2 separate regions of the Urocitellus parryii genome follow, and region 1 is linked to region 2. Evidence: chromatin contacts called from public Hi-C data. All regions are on one chromosome and are shown on one strand. The core of a region is the stretch at or near the end of the contact, and the rest is flanking DNA. Distances in the headings are between cores, read along the strand shown.

Region 1 (7,043 bases), core at 2,609-5,108, 150 kb before region 2:
GGGAAAGGGGAGGACAGAAAAGTGGGGAGAAGTTTTTAAGGAGCTAGGGTGCTTAGGAGGTGTGGAGCCCAGTCCTTGAGAAATGGGGCCCTTATCCCCAGTATTTGAGTTTTTATAAAAATCAGATTTTAGACTGGCAGCTTTCTGCCTGGTTTTTGCCCCGCCCCCCACCTTTCTTTGGGATACACATCTCCTACCCTATGGGAGGACTGAATGAAGTTGGGGCCCTAGGCTGTACCCCCAGTGGGGGTGGGGCAGGGCAAAAGGCAGAAGACTAGACCTAGAGAGGTCTCGAGCTGCAGGCCAAGTTGGGAGGGTCAGGACTTTGCTAGGGGGAATCGTCTGCAGAGGACGCCTTGCTGATTGTTTTTAGTGTGTTTTGTGCCCGGATCTCTAGGGGTCGGCTATGGAGCAGACCGGAGGCGCGGCCGCCAGATCTACTCGCGGTACCAGACCCTGGAACTGGAGAAGGAATTTCACTTCAACCGCTACCTAACACGGCGCCGGCGCATCGAGATCGCCAATGCGCTCTGCCTGACCGAGCGGCAGATCAAAATCTGGTTCCAGAATCGCAGGATGAAGTGGAAAAAAGAATCTAATCTCACGTCCACGCTCTCAGGGGGCGGCGGAGGGGCCGCAGCTGACAGCCTGGGCGGAAAAGAGGAAAAGCGGGAAGAGACAGAAGAGGAGAAGCAGAAAGAGTGACCAGGACTGTCCTTGCCACCCCTCTCTTTCCTTCTCCCTTTGCTCACCCCAACTCTCCCCTAATCACACACTCTGTATTTATCACTGGCACAATTGATGTGTTTTGACTCTTTAAAGCAAAATTAGGGAGTCAAACGTGGACCTGAAAGTCAGTTCTGGACCCCCTCCCTCACCGCACAACTCTTCACCATTGGCCTCCTCCTCCTCCTAGCTCCCTCGCTAGCTCCTTCTCGGCTTGTCTGCAGGCCCCTTTCCCCGCCCAGGCCTTGGGGGCTCTCAGCCCTGAGCCTTGCTTCAGACTCCACAGATCTCCCTCCACATGAGGACTTGACTCCCCCCACCAGTCGCTTGACGTCCCCCACCCCCGCGCCCAGAGCGGGCTCCCGGGCCTGGGGCCTCTGTTCCCGGGCCTTAGGGCCCGGCCTGGCAGCCCGGGAGAGCCGGAGGCCCAAGGAGGGCGCGCCTGGGCCCCACAGCAACCCCCAGGGCCTCCCCGCAACCCCTGTCCGGCCCCTCTGCCCCAGCAAATGCCCAGCCCAGGCAAATTGTATTTAAATATTCCTGGGGGTCATTATGGCATATTACAAACTGTGACCGTTTCTGTGTGAATATTTTTAGCTGTATTTGTGGTCTCTGTATTTATATTTATGTTTAGAACCCTCAGTGTTCCGATCTCATTTTAAAAAAAAGGGAAAAAAGAGGGAAAATTACAAAAAAAGAAAAAAAGTGAATGACATTTGTTTAGCCAGTAGGAGAAAATAAATAAATAAATCCCCTCGTGTTACCCTCCTGTATAAATCCGACCTCTGGATCCGTTCTCGAATATTTAATAAAACATATTATTTTTAAAAGTTTATATCTGCCTTTCTGTTAATTCGCTCAGCCGCCGGCTTGGAGCAGGCTCCAAGCACTCCCGCGTCTGCCCGCCGCCTGCAAGCCCCCAGTCCTCTGCATTCGCCTTCTTCGGGAGCCGGGCGCCGAGTCCCGGCCTCCGAATTTTCCTCGTGACCGCGCTGGGGGGGCTGGGAAGTCTCTCAGGGCTCCCCACGCGAACCGACACACACCCATTAAAAAAAAAAAAAAGCCGTTTAGGATTTCGGTGGGGGTGGGGGTGGAGGAGCCCGGGTTAGTAGGGTTGGGCTCCAAGCCCCACACAGGCCTTTCTTTCCTGCCTGTGGTAGCATGGGGTCCTCGGCGTCTGAACCCCTAGCCCTAAAGGCTATAGGAGAAGCATTTTCCAGGCACCAGGGTCTCCTCCCCCCCACTCCCAGGACCGTGGGGAGGGGGACGCTCGGCAGCCAGTCCCCGGCCCAAACCAGGCCCGCTGTTGGGAAACGTGGCGGAGGCGGAGAGTTTAGGAGAACCAGAAGAACAGACCGCCGGATTGGAGTCCTTCGGCCGGGACTGAACGACTCAAGGACATCCCGAAAGAGAAAGCCTGGAAACTGAGCTCTCGCCTGTGCTGGGACTCCTGAAGTGGCCTGAACAAAATTCCTCCTTCTTTACCGCCCAGCTCGTCTGGTTCCTTCCTCCTTCTCTCAAACCTGGCGGGTGAGGGGCGCAGCAGTACCCTAACCATTTCTCAGCTCCAGCCTTCTCTCCCCAAGCCCAGTCAGAAAAACCTGAGTGGGCCTAGTGGAGAGGTGGTGTGTATTTGGGGTCGGGAGGGGGGGCGTCTCCTGAAGAGAAAAAAATCCACCAGAGTATTCCAGATTCTCCAAATCCCCGCCAGCGCCTCCGCCTGCGGGAAGGGGGGCTTCTCCTGACAGAGGCGGAGATTTCCTGGGGAGAAAGAGCAAGCAGGAAAGAGTAAGACTTGGGACTAGGAGAGGAGAGGAAGGGGCAGAAGGGCTGCAGAGACCTTGGCCAAAGGCTGCCAATGTTGCCCAGGCATCTGCTCTGCCAGCCCCCTCAGCCGGGTCCTCTCCATGCCTCTGAAGAGCTAAGAAATTGCTCTCCTGTGGGCCTTCTGGATTCAGGTTCCTGGAAAGCCTGGAAAAGCACCAAAGGAAAGATCTCTTTGCTTAGATAATAATTGTGGAGGCTTGAATTTTGCTTCTCCATGCTTTCTAGTAGCATCTATTTTCTTTCTAAAATATCTGGCATGAGTAGTACATGAGGATCACACACAGGGAAAAGTCCTCCCACCCATTTGTGTCCGGTTCTGCATACACACACAGGCACACTTTGAAAACTGCCTTATTGTCACTTTGGGGTCCCTGGCATGATGAGGTCTACCCAAGTCTATCTACCATCTTACTTCCAGGTTCATTCCAGAGAATTTCCAGAACTCTCAGCCTCATGACCTTCCTGTCTAGTTTTGCCCATCCAGGACCCCTTCCTCTTGGGAATTCTGTCCACCTTTCCCAAGGAGTCTACTTTCCCATATTTTTAGGTACCTCCTCAGTAGTACTGGGGCCTTGGGGCCTTGGGGCCTTGCAGGCAAGGGACCTCGACCTTTGGTTTAGGAAACTTGAGATAAGCCCCCTTGGTTCTCCAACCTAGACAGGAGCCAGCCACACTACCTAAATTCCCCTTTCCTCATCCATTTTTAAAGTTTGGAAGGCCCTGGAGGAAGGGAGAATGGGACTATCTATTAAAAAGGCACCTCTGTGTATCTTAAATGGGACCTTATCTTTTCTCAAATTTAAATAGAATTTAAAAGGCCAGCTCAGGGATTTGTTGCAGCTACAACCAGCTTCTCCACAGGGTAGAAAAATCCAGCTGCCAGAAGGCGACCAGAGCTTCAGGATGCAATTCTTCCATGTAGACACCAGGTGTCGCTGTGGGCTCGTTGTCACGGCTACCCCCCAATTCCAAGAACCTTTTTTTTTTCTCTCCCCCTTCTCTCTCTTTCTCTCTCTCACTCCCTCTCCCCCTTGCTTGGGCTTTGCCAACATATCAAGATGCGTTTCGCCGGCTTCCATCACTAACCTCCCGGAGGTCATCAAGCCAAATTTATGAGTGGCCGTGCGAGTCACGTGACTCTATTTAAGGCTCCCTTATTTGGGAAGAGCGCATAGGATAAAGAAAGAGATATCTCCACCTATAAATTGTGCACTTTGGAGAACAAAAAACCCCTCAACTTCAAAGAGTCACAAATCACCCTTAATCAAAAAGGGTGCAGAAATTTTTTTTGGGCCCTCCCCGCCATGAGCTCCTACGTAGCCAATTCATTCTATAAGCAGAGCCCCAATATCCCTGCCTATAACATGCAAACTTGTGGGAACTATGGATCGGCCTCAGAGGTGCAGGCATCCAGGTACTGCTACGGCGGATTGGACTTAAGCATCACTTTCCCACCGCCTGCGCCTTCCAACTCTCTCCACGGGGTAGACATGGCTGCCAACCCCCGGGCTCACCCCGACCGCCCCGCCTGCAGCGCCGCGGCCGCTCCGGGACACGCTCTGGGCAGAGACGAAGCGGCTCCTCTGAACCCCGGGATGTACAGTCAGAAGGCAGCTCGCCCGGCGCTGGAGGAGCGAGCTAAGAGCAGTGGGGAGATCAAAGAGGAGCAGGCGCAGACAGGGCAACCCGCCGGACTGAGCCAGCCACCGGCCCCGCCACAGATTTACCCGTGGATGACCAAACTGCACATGAGCCACGGTAAACTTTAGGACTTCATTTTGCGCGCTCGGGTCCGCCTGGGTTTTATAGGCCATGCGGGGCAAATAAAGAAAAAAAACCTGCGGCCATAAATTTTACGATCCAGGCATCAATGGCTCGTAAAACTGTCCACTAAAAGGCTTAGAGGCTGTGTGCGCCCAAATTTACGACGACATAATTGGATCATAGGAACAAAACGTGTATAAAAGGCAATATTCAATTTTTGGGGGAGAGGGAGGGAGTTAAAAAAATAGAGGGATCTGAAGGGTGAGGAGCGCGGGGCTCCAGAGCGGGGATCCCCCCGCGGCTCCCTCCCTCCCTCCCCTGCGGAGCCGGCTCGGCCGGCGCTCGCGGCTCCGGCGGATTCCAGCGACTCGGGAGGGGCGGGAGGGGGGTCCCCGGTGCCCGGATCTCGAGGGTGCTTATTGTTCGGTCCGAGCCTGGGTCTCCCTCTTCCCCCCACCCCCCCTCAGCCCCTCCGACTGCTGAGTGAAGGCTGCGGTGGAAAGTTTCCTGCCTGGGCGGAGGCGCCTCTCCCGGGGCTAGGTTGGGCTGGGTCGGCCCGCCTGCGGCCCACCGGGCCTGTCTGGCGGTTCTCGCCTCCTCTCCCTCCGGCCGCGGGTGGGGGCCTGGGGTTGGGATGGGACGCTGGGGCGCTGCACGCTATTCACCCCTTCCTGGCTTGGGGGGATTTATGTTCCAGAGACGGACGGCAAGCGGTCCCGAACCAGTTACACGCGCTACCAGACTCTGGAACTCGAGAAAGAATTCCACTTTAACCGCTACCTCACTCGCCGCAGGCGCATAGAGATCGCCAACAACTTGTGTCTCAACGAGAGACAGATCAAGATCTGGTTCCAGAACCGCAGGATGAAGTGGAAGAAAGATTCCAAAATGAAAAGCAAAGAGGCTCTTTAGAGGCAGTGGGGAGGCCCGCAGAGATCACCCCAGCCGGCTTGGGTTCCTCGCGCCTTTTCTTTCGGTTTTCTCTCTATATTTTTGGGTGGGTCAGGGGCTGGAGTACTGGCTCCCGGGCCTCACAGACAAGCGCTTTTTCCTTGGCATTCTGTATCCCCACCAACCCAGGGTTCCTGCCAGGCTGCCGGCATTGCCCCATCTCCCCTCAGCTCAGCTCAGCTCAGAGCTCAGCTTAGCTGGACATTCAGGGCCCAGGGCAAACTCTGCAGGGCCTCCCCAGAGGGCTGCGGCACACCGCAGGCTGGTGCTGAACAAACCTCAGCCTGGGCGGCTTCTTCAGCTCTTTGCCCCAGAGTGGCCCGCCTGAGTTAAGGTGGGCCCGGCCACAGGACCCTCGACCCGACCTCTGGCCTTGAGCTTTCCTTTGTTCCTTGTTAGGCGGGCCAGGCGGCTGCAAGCTGGTGTGAGAGTGCTTATGCCTGGCAGTCTCTTGCCAGAATCGGGGCGATTCCTTATAGCGACTAAACTCGGTCTTCACTTATTAATGATTTGCATATGAAAGGGGGAGATGACTGAACATGGCCTTAGGGTCCTCTTGGTTGCCCTATCCTCTCCAAACCTCTCCCCGGGGGAAAAAAAAGACTGGGAGCCTACCCAATCCGAGCCTGCTGCATGCCCTCTCAGGTCCGCAGCCCCAACCCCCTAGCTAGCTCAGCTATTGGGGTTTCCTGCCACAGGACCCCAGCAAGTGATCCCAGAGGCTCCATGCCATCCCACAGTTCCTGCCATGACTTTCTTTCCCTCCTGCTCCATCGCTCTTGCCCAACTATTTATTGACTCCGGGGTTCTTCCTGAAACTATATTTTGTCATATCAAATAAAGACCAAGAGAGAACAGGACTAAAGACGCAGTGGCTCCTGTCTGTTTAGGGCATGTACTGGGGCAAAGTGTCAAAATGAGCTGTGAGGGTTAGGGGAGGCCTACAGTCTTTAAGCCTCTCCTTAAAAAAAAAAAAAATTATTTTTAGGTGCTTCTAGGGACAGCAAGAAGAGGGAAGTGAACGTGAGTTCTTTTCTTGATTCTTAGCTCCAAGAAGGACCTCCAGGGAAGAGGAGCGCACCCGGTCCTCCCATACTGGCATTTTCCCATGCAGTGGCTACCCAGGGTATTCAGGCCTCTACATTCATTCCCCCCTTGGCTGGGTGTATCTGAGACTTCTAGACTGGCAGTATCCCTCATTCCACACCAGAGCTGATGTGTAGGGAGGATCAGTGGCTCCGCCGTGCTCAGACTCAGGCCCTTATAGGTCTCTGAAGATCTCCCTAGGGCTAGGTGGTCCTGGGGCTTTACTGGACATAAGAGGGTTGAGCCCCTAGTCTAAGGACCCACTTGGCTCCAGAAGGACCTCCCAGAGAGTTGGTACTGCTGGACAAAGTGGTGCTGGGGAATTTGACTTAGGTGTACTTCAGCTTTCTAAGATGCTGGGGAGATGAAAGGGAGAGCAATATGCAGTGTATACCTGACTGGCAGGAAATGTGCAAGTGGTTTCCCTCTCCTCCTAGGAGGTCTAGGGCTATGCAGAACAATTAAGTGGGATAAGAGTTGTATAGACCAGTGCCAGTGTCATGTCTTTTTGCCATCATTTATCTCAGGCTCAGATTTTGTGTGAAGAGGGAGAGTAGCCTCTAGGGAGAGGAAAGGCAGTTAATTCAGGTGGTCTCTGAGTCTGGTCTGGGCCTAGGCTCTGCTCTTCTCTCCTCCAGGCTCCTGGGATGAATTGGGGGAGGAAGCACTTTATAGGAGAAACAAATGTG
Region 2 (7,014 bases), core at 208-2,707:
GGGGAACCAGTGCTAACCAACTCTTCTCTGCTTCTTTATCATCAGTTCATTCAAAGCTCAGTTGCTTACTTGGCACTCTGCTTGCTTCTCACAGTTTTCCAGGCTCTGGGTGTGTTTCCATCACATGTGGGCCTCCCACAGGGCAGGGACTATTCCTTTTCAATCTCCAGACAAGTCAAGTACAACCTCTTCCCCAGATGAGGTTGATGTTTCAAGATTGACACAATAGGTTGACAGATCAAGTTGTTGTGTTTTGATCCTAGCCTAGGAAAAGTGGAAAAAGAAGAAAAAAATTCAGAGGCCCAACTTAAGAAGTTTTCAAGACTGATCACAGAAGTCTTTAACTGATCAGTCCATGTGGCTCATATGGAAGGTGAAAAGGTGTGATAAGTGCAAATGATTCAGGTTACCGTGCTTTGCAACATTAAAGGATAACTGCTCTAACTCTAGGATGTCTCTGAAGTCTAAGCTGGATCTAGAGACCTTTGCATTTAGAGGTCTGAGCTGAAGACAGCAAGAATGGGGTATGCAAAAGTGACAAGCCCTTATTTTCAGTGTTCCAGAGTTTCAATGCCTGATCTGATAGGAAGACAGGGTAGAAGTCAACTGTCTATCATCAGTTCATTCATTTTTAAGAATGTGCTCTTGAGCAAGGCATTTAACTCTCCTCTATGAAAATCACATATGCCATCAATCTATTACCAGCTGTTAATTTTTTCCCTATATTTGAATCTTTTATGTGACAGGCACTATGGCTCTCTTGGTGGGGAAGAAATTCAAATGAAATTCAGGCTTTCAGTAAGACATAAAGTACTGTGAGAGGACAGAGAAACAACTAACAGTAAGCCAGTATAACTTGAGCTTTAACATCCTGTACAGAACATTACAGGAGCCCAAAGGAAGGATTTGATAATTCTAGCCTTTTTTTAGTCCATGTCAAATTATATTAAGTGCAAAGGCAGCGGAGATGAGTGTGGCCACCAACGCTAGACTTCAGATTGGAATCAAGTCGAGGAAGTTTATTAGAAGTCCAAGACACTAGCCACCACCCTGCCCCTTGCAGGCACTCCAGGAATCCATAGGGAAAATAAGCAAACCCTTAAACCAAAAAATTAGAGCATGGACTCAAAAAGGCTATTTCACCTCTCTTTCTGGTTCCGAAGAGGCAGACGACAGCAGCACGAGACAAAACCTCTGCCTGCACCCGCGGGCTCCGCCCGACGGGAAAGCCTTGATCCCGCAGGCCTCCCAGGCGGTTCCCCCGGCTCTGCTGCCCCTGCGCCGGAGCAGGCTTCAGACGGAGCCAAGGCCCCAAAGAACAGACACTCGGACCACCCGCTCGGCTCCGCCCCAAGGGCCCTGAGAGCCCCCAGCCTCCCCCTGCGCCCCAGATTCCCGGCCTCCCGCTCCCTCACCTGGACCAGCTCCCCATCTGTTTCCGGTTCCTGTCCCCCCCACGCCCGGCGAAAAGGGCAGTGGGAGTCGTAGTCTAAACTATATAGGGGAGGCGATTGGCTTAGCCTGAGCCACTTCCGCCGGAAATGCACAAATCCCCGGAAGGCGCGCTAAAATAATTCTAAGCGCCGCTGGGAATTGTAGTTTATTCCTATCATCAGGGCTGAATCAAGAAGTCTTGAAAAGTGAGGGGCCGGGCTCTGTAAGGTCCTAACTCTAAAATTCATTCACAACTATCAGGAAGCTCCAACTATTCCCAGTCCTTCACCCATCTGAGGGTATTGACAGTGGCTAAAGACCATTTCCAGTCCCCCTGCTGCTCCAGGTATGAGCTCTCCTTTTCAGTCCTCCAGGAGCCATTACTATATATAGAATACGTACCAAGACATTTCTGGCATCTCCTCACAACTCTTTGGCAATAAGCGTCCCCCATTACTGTACAAACCCTTCTTATAGATTTACCATTTTGACTTTTCTCCTTCTTCTCCTATGCTGTCTGCCTAGCCCTATAATCTTCTATGTTAGTCAGGGTTCCCCCAGAAAAACAGAACCAATAGGCTATCTTTTTATCTATATGAGTAGATTTGCTATTGGAATTGGGTACCAGGACTGCAGAGGCCAGGAAGTTCCACCATCTGCTGATGAACTTTCTGTAAGCTGGAGAATCAGGAAAGCTGGTGATGTCATTCTGTCCAAGTCTGAATGGGGGAGTTGCAGGGAAGCTTGCTGATGTAAGTCCCAGAACCTGAAGGCCTGAGAGCCAAGGCCTTCAGACAGGTCTCCAATGACAAGAGAAATGGAGATTCCATCTCATAAAGAGAGAAAATTTGCCCTTCCTCTACCTTTGTTCTATTGGACTCTCAAGAGATTGGATGATGCCCAGCTACATTGATGAAGATGATCTTTTGACAGTCTACCAATTCAAAAGCGGACCTCTTTCAGAAATACCCTCACAGACATACACAGAAATAATATTTTACAAACTGTCTGGGTATCCCTGTCCATGCAAGTGGACATACAAGTTTAACCATCAAATCTCCCTTTTCCAAATCTTCCCTCTTGAATACTCTGCCCAGAAGCCTTCCCTGATCAATCCTAATCCCATAGCTGCACCTAATAATCCATTCCCCCACCTCCTCATCCAGTTGTACCAATGTACAGTGTACCAATGTCCGAATCTGTTCAATTCATAGTTTTGTTCTTGTCCTCTATCCAGATTTGTTTCTGTGTCCTAATTATAAGACTTTCATTAATCTAGAAACCCCCTAAGGATAATTATCTTCTGAATTCCTCCCACCCCCACCCCTGCACACATGTCTGAGCATAACCAGGACTCTGAACACCAAAGAAATGTCTCCCTGTGGGCAGAGGGCAGGAGACCAGTGAACCCAAGAACAGGAAGAAATGAGTGAACAAGGATGCTACCCCTTTTTCAAGCCCATCAACAGACGAAAACTTAATGGGTACAGCAGGAGCTTCAGGGAGCTATAAGCAGTGACCCTCTGACATTGAGGTGAGAAACCATCCCTACCCCTGCAAGACTTTGGAAACTGAATTAATCATCCACCTCATGAAATCCATTATTTCCTGAGCCTTAATGTGTACCAGATTCTCCCCGACTCTGGGTCTTTGCGTCTCTCTGCCTATGTAAATTTATCACTATCTCTAGCTTCTTATTCAACTTCCTCTCTGTATCTGTGTGACTCTGTCACCTTCTGTGTATATCTCCCTATCTTTGCTTTTTTCTTTGGAATGACTGAAGTAAGAGGAAGCTTCTAGAACAGGCTCTGCTGTCTCCTCATATCTATGCATTTGTGTTTTTCGGAACAAAAATAAGGGGAGGAGGGACTTCACTGTGGTGTCATCTCACTGTTTAAGAATTCTAGGATCGGCCTGGGGTTGTGGCTCAGTGTTAAGGCACTTGCCCAGCGTGTGTGAGGCACTGGGTTCGATTCTCAGCACCACATAAAATAAATGAATAAAATAAGCCCATCAACATCTAAAAATATATATTTAAAAAGTATTCTAGGATCTCCACTATCCCTTAGACACCCTCCTTCCCACCTTACCCTCTGCCACCCGCTTGCCTCACACTTCACACTCCACACTTTATCATCCTGGCATCCCCTCGCCACTCCAAATCTGCCTCTGGCAGGACAATAATGGGTAAAATGAGTAACAAGCAAGGAGATAACTCCCAAGAGCCCCTTCCCCTGATTTCAACTTCCTAGAAGAATTAGATAACTCTTTCGGTCCCTAAAGCCTATCCACCCCAGGAAACTCAGAGATAGGGAGTCCAGATATAAAGAGAGGCTGAGGTGACGGGCACGGTGGCACATGCCTATAATCCCAGTGGCTCAGGAGGCTGAGACAGGAGACTTGAGAGTTCAAAGCCAGCCTCAGCAACAGTGATGCACTAAGCAACTCAGTGAGACCCTGTCTCTAAATACCCTACCTAATGTCCACTACCCTGGACCCTCTCTCAGCCCGACAAACCTTAAAAAATAAATAAAATACAAAATAGGGCTGGAAATTTGGCTCATTGGTTGAGTGCCCCTGAGTTCAATCCCCAGGACCTCCCCGCCAGAAAGACAAGGCTTGAGCAGTCCACAGGGAGTTACCACAGTTGACCCCAAAGGGATCTGGGGGCCCTTTCTATCTCTAACCCCTGCTGCTTCTCACCACCTGGTAGGTCTCTCAGGGAAGGTCGGGGTGAGGAAGTCTCCTAAAGTGAAGGTGCTTAGAAGCAGAGACCCAGAAACTTTCAACAGAGAGAGCCCAAAAGATGAAACATGGGCTTAGGCGGGCCCTCCACTCACCCTTATCCATTTCTTAATCTCCTGGCCCTCTGGGAAGGATAGGACCTTCAGGGCAGAAGCAGAAACAGGCTTAGGCTGTGACCTGGGAAAGAAGCTGCAGAGTTGGGTCACCTGGGCTGGGAGGGGCCCCGGCGGCTCCCTAGTCTGCTTTTCAGCCCTGAGCCCGGTGGGGAAGGGGTTAACAAGCTCCCGGTTTCCCTTCAGTTTCTCGGGCTACTGGGGCTGTGTTGGGCCACGAGCGCCATCTATCGGCTTCTGGAGGTCCTAGCTCTGACTCCCAGCTCCAGCTTCTAGACAGGTTGTTCAGCTCTTCTCCTGCCTCCATGCTTCTCCAGTGGAGAAGGCTTAGCAGCAGGACCTCTGCTTGCAGAAAACAGAAATTGGATATTGGAGAAAGTGAAGCCATACTTTCCCCTCCCTGGACGACCAGGTGTCGTCCTGGTCAGCTCCCTGGGGAACCCTGAAGGGAGTTCTGATATTTAATTTCCAGGGTAGCCACCTTCCCAACTCCACTACCCTGGACCCTCTCTCAGCCAGACAAACCTTAAAAGAGCATTGAAGAGGAAAAAGAATGGGCTGTGACATCAGGCCACCTGTATCTGTATCCCAGCCCTGCCACTTCCTAGGGGTGACCTTGGGCAACTTACTTAATTCCTCTGGGCCTCAGTTATTTCAGCTATGTAATGGGATAATTTTTGTAAAGTGTATCTTCTGTAATGATGATGAAATGACTCAATTACGTAAGGTACTTAACGCTTTGCCTAGCACAGCCAGGCATGGTGGCATGGTGGCACACAACTGTGATCCCAGCTACTCAGAAGGCTGAGGCAAGAGAATTGCAAGTTTCAGATCAGCTGCAACAACTTAGCAAGACCATTTCAAAATAAAAAATAAAAAAGGACTGGGGATATAACTCAGTGGTAGAGCACCCCTGGGCTCAATCCCCAGAACCAGGGGGAAAACCAACAATGCCTAGCACAGAATCTGTGCTCCCTGAAGCAGAATTTGGCACAGGCTCAGAAGTCTCAAAGCTTGATCAAGGTTAATTGCTGTTATTACTGCAGCCAGGGTCTCAGGCAGATACTGAACTAAATACCCAAGATCTGGGCCATAATGCCATACCAGATACCAAAGCACATAGGACAAGATGGGGCTACTCATCCCTGAGGAGTTCAACAAAGACAGTGACCTGCGTGAGTGAAGTTTGGGGGTGGAAGTTCAGGATTGCAAGGAAAGTATTTTTCAGGTCTCCAAGGTCAGCAAGAGATGGGTTGAAGGGGCCAGAGAAGGGAAGAGCTTGAGGTAAAGACGTCAAAAGGAGGACTGGGGTGTAGCTCGGTGGCAGAGTGTGTGCTTAGCATGCACAAAGCTCTCGTCCAATCCCCAGTACCAAAAAAAAAAAAAAAAGAAAAAGAAAGAAAGAAAGATATACAATAAGAAAGGTATTGGCTGGGGTTGTGGCTCCGTGGTAAAGCTCTGGCCTAGCATGTGTGAGGCACTGGGTTCAATTCTCAGCACCACATAAAATAAAATAAACATCTATCAACAACTGGAAAAAATATATATTTAAAAAAAAAGAAAGGGCTATTAACAGGTCCTTAAAAAGTGCCGTGCCTTAGGGAAGCGGAGAGGGGTTCCTGATGTTGAAGTGAGCAAGGGCCACTGCATCCCAAGGCACAGGCTCAGAAGTCTCAAAGCTTGATCAAGCCTCCAGACACCTCGTCTCACAGCTCAGCTCCACTTCTGTCAGGACTTAACCCTCCATGTCCTTCTCCAGCCTGGGGGTGGGGGACTTACAGATGGAGGAGGCTGTCTGCTTCCCCACCCCAGGTCCCATTCCCACCTCTCTTCCAAAACTGAAGAACCAGGAGGGCTAGGCCATGGGTTCATTTATTTGTTTCGTAACATCTCTTTGCTTCGGATGTTGCTGGTCTGCGTCTTCCACACATCTTCCTTCTACCTACAGGGAAATTGGTACATAGGTCTCTTCTCCAAGGACTGAGAGGACAGAAATGCAGAGCCAGTGGGGTCCCTGGCTCAGCCTCTCCTCCCCTTACCCCTAACTCAGCCCCAAGGCAGCAGAGCCCAGCTTCACCAATTAATGCCCACCTAACGGGGGACACGTGACAGCTTCAAGTCTCCCAAACTCAGGTATCCTCCACCTCCTGGGGCTGGATGCCTGGGTCCCCGCAGAGGAGCAGAGCCGGGTGGGTGGGTGGATTTGCATCGCTTACTTGGGAAGCAATTATCGGAGGAGCTGTCAGCTCAGCACAGCTCTCTCCTCACTAATCGGATTTCACCAGAGCCCCAGGCTGGGGGGGGAGCTGGGTAATTTGGCTTGATTCAGTGGTGGGAGATGTCGGGGCCAGGAGGTAGGACAATCTGTCTGAGTGGTGTTACACTTGTCCAGAGCAATTATCCTGAGGAGACCACACAGACATCAGACAGACAGACAGACAAGGGAACGGAATTGATCCCCAAGTCCTGCAGCAGAAAGGATGGAAGTTAGGTTTTGGCAGAGAAGAGGATCTCCCACAGGTGGAGCCAAATCAAGCAGCTGAGAAGAGGCGGCAAGCTGGGTCTGGGACAGCAGCCAAGTAGCCAAATGGGAACAGAACCCCAGCCACCAGCCTGCCCGCCACCTGGGCCCTGCTCCCACACTCCTGGGACCCAGGAACACAGCAGAGACTTGAACCGAAGGATGGCTGTTCTCCCCACGTGTGGTATTCCCAGGCCACCC

Evidence for each region. Hi-C and Micro-C count contacts between places; a contact is called where the count stands out from the background.
Region 1: a Hi-C map of muscle shows a contact between it and region 2, with 5 times the contacts expected there. The contact joins the promoter of Hoxc5 here to the promoter of Smug1 in region 2. A contact is called at or near these places in 2 of 2 Hi-C or Micro-C datasets (liver and muscle).

Annotation. Positions count from the first base shown.
Region 1 is chr5:62,518,543-62,525,585 of mUroPar1.hap1, reverse strand. It overlaps Hoxc5 (homeobox C5), which reads left to right and starts at 3,858. Exons shown (of 2, transcript XM_026398715.2): 1 at 3,858-4,311; 2 at 5,015-6,164. The coding sequence starts at 3,858. The coding sequence ends at 5,229. It overlaps Hoxc6 (homeobox C6), which reads left to right. Exons shown (of 3, transcript XM_026398713.2): 3 at 398-1,559. The coding sequence ends at 705.
Region 2 is chr5:62,369,428-62,376,441 of mUroPar1.hap1, reverse strand. Smug1 (single-strand-selective monofunctional uracil-DNA glycosylase 1) reads right to left here and starts at 1,457. Exons shown (of 4, transcript XM_026398794.2): 1 at 1,416-1,457; 2 at 70-264.